2 separate regions of the Mus musculus genome follow, and region 2 is linked to region 1. Evidence: chromatin contacts called from public HiChIP or PLAC-seq data. All regions are on one chromosome and are shown on one strand. Each heading gives the region's core, a stretch centred on a gene start, on an enhancer-like site or on the middle of the called end of the contact. The rest is flanking DNA. Distances are from core to core; before and after follow the strand shown. Region 1 has its middle 2.4 kb from the start of Gm39694. Region 2 holds the start of Uck2 (uridine-cytidine kinase 2).

Region 1 (3,687 bases), core at 1,141-3,640:
ATACAGAAAATGTGGTACATTTACACAATGCAGTACTTCTCAGCTATTAAAAACAATGACTTCATGAAATTCACAGGCAAATGGATGGAACTAGAAAATGTCATCCTGAGTGAGGTAACCCAATCACAAAAGAACACACATGGTATGTACTCACCGATAAGTAAATATTAGCCCAAAAGCTCGGAATACCCAAGATAAAATTCACAGACCAGTATTGAGACCCTGCAGCGATGCTGAGCAGGTTTCTAGGCCCGCGCTACCGGGAACTGGCCAGAAACTGGATTCCCACAGCCGGCATGTGGGGCACTGTGGGTGCTGTGGGACTGGTGTGGGCCACGGACTGGCAGCTGATCCTGGACTGGGTGCCTTACATCAACGGCAAGTTTAAGAAGGACGATTAGGCAGCCCCTCCCCCACCACAGGCCTCGATGGTACCATGTGCCGAGGCCTCAGACACAGCGTAGTCCTGTGGAGGACACTGAGGAAGCTGGACACTGGAGAGGTCTGCACCGCTCAGGGAGCTTCCGCGTTGACAGACACTAGGGCTGCCTTGATAGGTGCAGCATTAAACCTTATTCTTATGCCTTGGAAAAAAAAATTCACAGACCACATGAAGCTCAAGAAGAAGAAAGATCTTGGTGTGGATGCTCCAGTCCTTCTCAGAAGGGGGAACAAAATACTCAAGGGAGGAAGTAGGGAGACAAAGTGTGGAACAGAGACTGAAGGAAAGGCCATCCAGAGACTCCTCACCTGGGCATCCATCGTATTTACAGACACCAAACCCAGACATTATTGTGGATGCCAAGAAGTGCTTGCTGACAGGAGCCTGATATAGCTGTCTCCTGAGAGGCTCTGCCAGAGCCTGACAACTAGAGGCAGATGCTCACAGCCAACCATTGGACTGAGCACGAGACCCCAATGGAGGAGTTAAAGAAAGGACTGAAGGAACTGAAGGGGTTTGCAACCCCATAAGAGGAACAACAATATCAACCAACCAGACCCCCCTAGAGCTCCCAGGAACTAAGCCACCAACCAAAGAGTACACATGAAGAGACCCATGGCTCCAGCTTCATATGTAGCAGAAGACGGACTTGTCAGACATCAATGGGAGGAGAGGCCCTTGGTCTTGGGAAGGCTGGATGGCCCAGTGTAGGGGAAGGCCAAGGTAGGGAGGCAGGAGTGGGTGGGTGGAATAGGGGGAGGGAGGATGGTATAGGGGGGTTTCAGAGGGGAAACTGGGAAAGGGGATAACATTTGAAATGTAAATAAATAAAATATCCAATTAAAAAAATAACAAGTAAGAAATAGAGTTTCACTATCACTGCCTTCCTTTTTACTGTGAATTTTTCATCTGTCTCCCACACTCAGCCTTTGTTTGGAGAGCAGAGGAAGCTCTCAGCCCTCAGCCCTCCCTTGCTCTGTATGGCACGTGGCTCCGGTCATGGTCCTGTGTCTTCTTTGTTTTCTAAGGCACCTTTCTCCGATGTATAAACTTAGAAAAGGTATGGGAAGACCGAATAGACACCAGGGGCAGAGCTCCTCGCCCTCCAGAGAAAGTCGAATCTGCTGAAGAGGCACTGGGGCCAGGTGGCTGGATGTCAGGACCACATCTGCCTCTTACTATTTGGTATTACCACAGGGAAACTGCTTAATCTACCTTAATGTCAGCTTTCTCATTTATAAAACAGCAAAAGTTGTAAGAGTTAAAAAGATATCAAGGTGTCCTGACTCATCAAAGCGCTTGTCCATCTGACTTGCCAGTATCAGTGTGGGGGAGACTCTGCGCAGACGGAATAGAGACGTTGCAACCTGCATCTCCTCAGCACTTTACATTTCTGGGCAATGTCCAAGAGCCTAAAATGGCTCGGCAAATTTAAGATGATAGTACAAGGATCAGAGACAAGAGGACTTAAGAACCACCTACTGAGTCACCCCAAATGCAAGCCATGATGTGCCAATTCTAACTAAAAATAGGAAGGGGAAGGAAAAAAAAAAAAAACTTGCCTTTGGAAATAAAAAATCTAATCTTACCAACAGTGGCCCAGATCCCTTACTTCCTATTTCTGTTTCCCTTTCCTGTCAGTAAATGATAATAATAGCCTCTGTGCAGTGTGGCTGTGAGATGCAGCCACTCCCTCTTCAAGTCTCCCGCCTTCCCTGGCAGTCTGTTACTCGGGTCATTGAGACTGAAGCCTCCGCCTCTACAAGAGCCACAGCCATGTGTAAGTCCGACAGATCTGGCTTAGCAGCACGCTCTTTTTGCTGTTTACAAGAATTGTGAAGAGTAACAGTATCTCGTGGGTGTCTCAAAACAACACTGCACAAGTAAGAGTGTTTTAATGCAGAAACGAATGGTTAAGAAGTGTCCGTATTCTTAGACTGAGAGCCATTCACAATCGTCTGAAGATCTTGTTTCAAAGAAGCTGCCTCAGTGATCAGCTGCTCTCTCTCATCAGACGGGTTACTCACGTTGAATTTTCTGATATTTGGGTTGGAAATAAAGTCATCACTTTTTAATCTGAAATATTAATTATTAATATTTAATATTTGAAAATCTCTTTATTTTATTTTTTATATTCATTTGTTCTCTCTCTCTCTTTGTGTGTGTGTGTGTGTGTGTGTGTGTGTGTGTGTGTGTGTGTGTGTGTCTGTGTGTCTGTGTGTCTGTGTGTCTGTGTATGTGGAGACCAGAGGACAACCTCAGGGAGCAGGCTCCCTCCTTCCACCACGTGGTCCCAGCGTGGAACTCAGGTGCTCAGGTTTGGCAGTGAGAGCCATCGGAGCCATCTTGGCAGCACAGAAACATCCTCTTTAAAAATGTCTAAATCAAAAAGTAAAAATTGCTTTAACACCCATTCCATCCTGAAAAACAGCTTCAACTGCTGATTGCTGCAAATATAGTTTTGGGGTGCCCTCTAGTGCTGAAATATTGATAATATACCAACCATGGCTCTAGGAAATCTATACTGAACACACCCTCTAGTGTTAGAGTAAGACCAGACTAGGCTCAGGACACACACACAATTATACAAACACACACACACACACACACACACACACACACACACACACACACACACACCACACCACACCACACCACACCACACCACATACCACACCACATATCAGCCCATATAATATAGCCACAAATAAAGCCACAGAGTGAAGTCTGGAATAAACTTCTAATCTGTCCAATAATAGGTGCTTCTATTCAGCTCAAAGGACCATTACCCTACCTAAAAGATAAGGCATCAAAAACTGACCAGAAAGCAATGGATATGTGCAAACTCTTTGACAGAGAATTTAAAATGGCTGGGTCTTTTTGTTTGTTTGTTTTGGTTGTTTTTTGTTTTTTGTTTGTTTGTTTGTTTGGGTTTTGTGGGGGGGGTGGGTTTTTTGTTTGTTTTTTTTTATTTTTGTTTTTCAAGACAGGGTTTCTCTGTGTAGCCCTGGCTGTCCTGGAGCTCATTCTGTAGACCAGGCTGGCCTCGAACTCAACTGCCAGAAGTCATTGAGGAAAGGCTAAAGACAAACAAGTAGGTTTTCTGGAGATGGCCCACTGCTTTGCACAGCTGCAATGGGTAAGCTCTGATTTGCAGGATCTTCAGAGATTTTTATCCCAGGATTTCTTCTTCCTGCTGGTATGCCTTTCCTGTCACTATTACATAGCCTAATGATTCCTGGGTA
Region 2 (3,676 bases), core at 216-2,715, 860 kb before region 1:
AAAAACAAAACAAACAAAAAAACCCAAACAAAACCCTGTTTTATGTATATAGGCGTTTTGCCTGCATGTATATCTGTGCACCAGTGTTCCTGGTGGAAGCAGGGCCAAGAAGTGGGCATCAGATCCCCTGAAGCTGCCAAGTGAGTGACGGGAATTGGACCCACATACCTCTGGACAAGCAGCCAGTGTTTTTGTTGTTGTTGTTGTTATTGTTGTTGTTGTTGTTGTTATTGTTTTTGATTTTTCGAGACAGGGTTTCTCTGTATAGCCCTGGCTGTCCTGGAACTCACTTTGTAGACCAGGCTGGCCTCGAACTCAGAAATCTGCCTGCCTCTGCCTCCCAAGTGCTGGGATTAAAGGTGTGCAGAGGCAGGTGGATTTCTGAGTTCAAGGCTAGCCTGGTCTACAGGTTTCTGGTTCTAGGACAGCCAGGGCTATATAAAGAAACTCTGTCTCGAACCCCCCCCCAAAAAAAAAGAGGTTCAGAGTTCAGAGAAGCGGAGATTCTAGTACTACCTTTCAGGTGTGCCCAGCAAAACTGCCCTTTCTGGTTCCTTTAGGAGTCTTTTCAAGCCCCAATACTCTACAGTGATATTCAGGCATTGTTCTAAAAACTTTACCTATGATAATTCATTTTAGCCCATCAAAAATCCTAGCGTGTATCATTTTTATTTTCATTTAATAGAGCACTGAGGCACATTGGCCTTGCTTATGGAACTTGATGTGAATGAAGACATCTGGCTCCCGCGGTGAAGACTCCTTTTTAGTCTCCATTTGGTACTGTTTTCCTAACTAAGTGACAAATTGCCTGCCTCTAATAAACTAGGTCAGTTAAAGTCATCAATGAATGGAAATGGCATTGTTATGTTTCTATTTTCATTAACCCTAGCTCCACGGGAATGTCAGTACTGCGGAGCTAGGATGGTGTGGAAGGGCACTGGTTTTTCAGGGAGGAGTAACCGTCCCCGAGTCACCCTTCTTTTAGGGAGTCACATGAGGACAGACCTGCTAAGGAAAATGGCACTTGGGGGTTTCCAAGACAGGAACTCTCTTAAGCCGAGCGGGTGACACACTATTTTGGCACACGGAGGGTGGGAAGGGAGTCTCTGAAAACACAAGTTTCAGTGAGGATGAAGGGTCTAGGCATTAATTCTCCATCTTCATATTCCCAGCCTTTTCCAGTTTTGCGTCTCAAACCTCCAGTCTCTGCTCTGCTCTGGCAGTCTCTTCTAGCTTTTGATCTCTTTTGAAATAGGACGCAGAGTGGCGCATTAAGACGCTGACCTAGCCGGTTTCTTCACCCCTCCACCCCACCCCCCGCTCCGTCCCAGAAAGGGTTAATCCGGCGGGTGGGGAGGGGAGTGGCGCTCACACCTTTCCCAGAGACCTCGGGCGGCGGCGGGGCCCGGGCGGGGCGGAGGCTGGGGCCAGACTCCTGGCGAATAGCAGCGCGCAGCCCGCCCGGATTGGAGCAGCCTCATCACGCTGACCTCTGCCTGGGATGTAAACCCCACGGGCCGCCACGGGCACAGGAGAGCTCTCGGCACCTCCGGGAAAGCCACCTCGGCCTCCCCCGCGCCCGGGCTCCAGCCGCGGCCGGCCCAGCCTCGACCTCAGCAGCGACCAGCTGCTCCTGCGAGGAGCCGAGCGAGCCCGGTCGCGGGCGGGGAGCGTGCGTCGGTTCGCACAGGCTGCGAGAGGAGGGGCGGCGCGAGTCATGGCCGGGGACAGCGAGCAGACCCTGCAGAACCACCAGCAGCCCAACGGCGGCGAGCCCTTCCTGATCGGCGTGAGCGGGGGCACGGCCAGCGGGAAGGTAAGAGTCCGCGCGCCCTGCTCGCACGGCGGGCGGCGCATGTGGCCGGCGCCCGCGGGCCGTGTCAGTTGCAGCCTGCCACCGCGTGGCCCGCGGGATCCTCGTTCCGGGCCGCCGCGCTCCGGCGCCGCCAGACCCCGCGCAGGCTCGGTGCGCGGCGTTGGGGACCAGCGGGGGGACCCGGGCGACCGAGGGTCCAGGATGCGGGTTCCTCCTACAAGTCCCCCGCAGGGATGGTGCGCTCCCTCGCTGGTTCCCGGCGGCGGCTGTGACTCGTGGTCAGGGTCTTGTGGGGGAGGGGCGGAAAGCGGATGCTTATTGTTTTGCAAGTCGGGTGTAAGGACCCGGCTTTCGGGGCTTCCCTCGGAGCCCCGGTACGCTCCTCCGCCCGGCTTGGCCCTGGCCCCGGCCCAAGCCTGTGGGCTGCGAGGCTGGCCGGGATGCGCGAGGTGGCGCGCCCGCTGCCGGGAGCCCACCTGGGGGTTGCAGGGCTTTCCGGGAGAGCCGAAGCTCGATGGGCACAGTCACGGATGGGATGACAGCAGGGGCTGCTGTCTTTTATGCTTAGAAGAGAAAACCGCATCAGTCTCAGTGAGAAAGTTGTACAGGCTCCATGCTCTTCGGTGTCCGGGTCGCTCGCTCCTTGGATCGCAGGGAAGGGGTTACCGAGTCTGACTTTGCGAGGAACCTCTTTCCTTTGTATTTTCTCCTGCACGGCAGCGAGGGGCGACTTGACTTAACCTCGGGTCTTTACTGCAGGTGGAGAAGGGTGGAGCCCTCCCAGATGGTTCTTTCTTTACTCCCCCTCGCTCCCTTTTAGGATGTGGCTGCTTGTTCGCCTGCCGTTTAACAGCCGCCAAGTTCAGTGGGCGCTCGGGCTCCATGAGGGGCGCCCGAGGGAGCTGGGCGCCGCGTGCGGCCGCTGGTGAGGCCGGATGGTGAGTCCCCAAGGCTGGGCAGCGTGGAGCAGGAAGGCTGGATGGCGCCATGAGACGCGCGCCACGCGCCACGAGGTTTTAGCTTCCAGCCCATTTCTCCTTGGCCCCTCCTCCATTTTGATTTTTACGTATTTTCCCTCCAGGTCTGGAGTACTTTAGCTCAGCAGCCCAGATTCGGCGTTGTGTGCCGCAGACTCCAGTATTGATGAATTTCGCCTCTAGTTTAGCTTCCATGGCTAGGATTCTGAAATGCTGTTTAGGTATCGGAACTTAGGGTCCCCCCCCCCCCCGCCTTTTGCCTGTTAACGAGCTAAACTTTAAAAAAAAAATATGTTCTTCAATATGTTCTTCGTCTAGGAATGCCATTCCTATTAGGGCCCCTCATCAGCTCTTTTTGGAATCACCTCAGCCGCACTGTTCATTTTCCAGTATTCCTGTTGTAGAGGAATTCATCGCTGTATTTCCAGAGAAAAGTTGGGGTAATATTAGCCTAAAGTCCAGTCAGCCCTCTTAGTGAGGAAGAGACTTTTTTTGTTGTTGTTGTTGTTGGTTTTTGGTTTTTCGAGACGGTTTCTCTGTAGCCCCGGCTGTCCTGGAACTCACTCTGTAGACCAGGCTGGCCTCGAATTCAGAAATCCGTCTGCCTCTGCCTCCCAAGTGCTGGGATCAAAGGCGGGTGCCACCACTGCCTGGCAGCCCGGCAGGAAGAGACTTTAAACTTGAAGATGAGTGGAACATTTAGAAACATAATGACCTTGGTAGTCACTTAAATAATTCAGTCACCAGAGGCACAGATAAACATTCTGTATTATCTTATTCTACTGTATTTGCAGTTGATTTTTAAGGATGGGTCGCTCAGATAGCTGGAATGGCAGGGCCAGTTAGCCACTGTGGGTGTAGCCAGGTCTCTGCCGACCTGCTT

Evidence for each region. HiChIP or PLAC-seq counts read pairs in DNA pulled down with a chosen protein or histone mark.
Region 2: an H3K4me3 HiChIP or PLAC-seq map of bone marrow-derived macrophages shows a contact between it and region 1, with 4 times the contacts expected there. The contact joins the promoter of Uck2 here to the enhancer-like site in region 1. A contact is called at or near these places in 1 of 39 promoter capture datasets (the C10 cell line), 10 of 115 datasets of contacts at active chromatin or transcription factors (SST interneurons, astrocytes, bone marrow-derived macrophages and 6 more) and 1 of 9 other capture datasets (liver).

The regions. Positions count from the first base shown.
Region 1 is chr1:166,428,419-166,432,105 of GRCm38.p6, reverse strand. It overlaps the pseudogene Gm16418. Among named protein-coding and RNA genes, the nearest start is that of Gm39694, 2.4 kb to the left of the region's middle. Within about 2 kb of position 2,390, at least 26 of the 459 cell types and tissues checked have an H3K27ac peak or open chromatin away from gene starts, as enhancers often do. A contact at or near this core is called in bone marrow-derived macrophages, where this site is marked.
Region 2 is chr1:167,282,916-167,286,591 of GRCm38.p6, reverse strand. Uck2 (uridine-cytidine kinase 2) reads left to right here and starts at 1,465. Exons shown (of 7, transcript NM_030724.3): 1 at 1,465-1,816. The coding sequence starts at 1,718.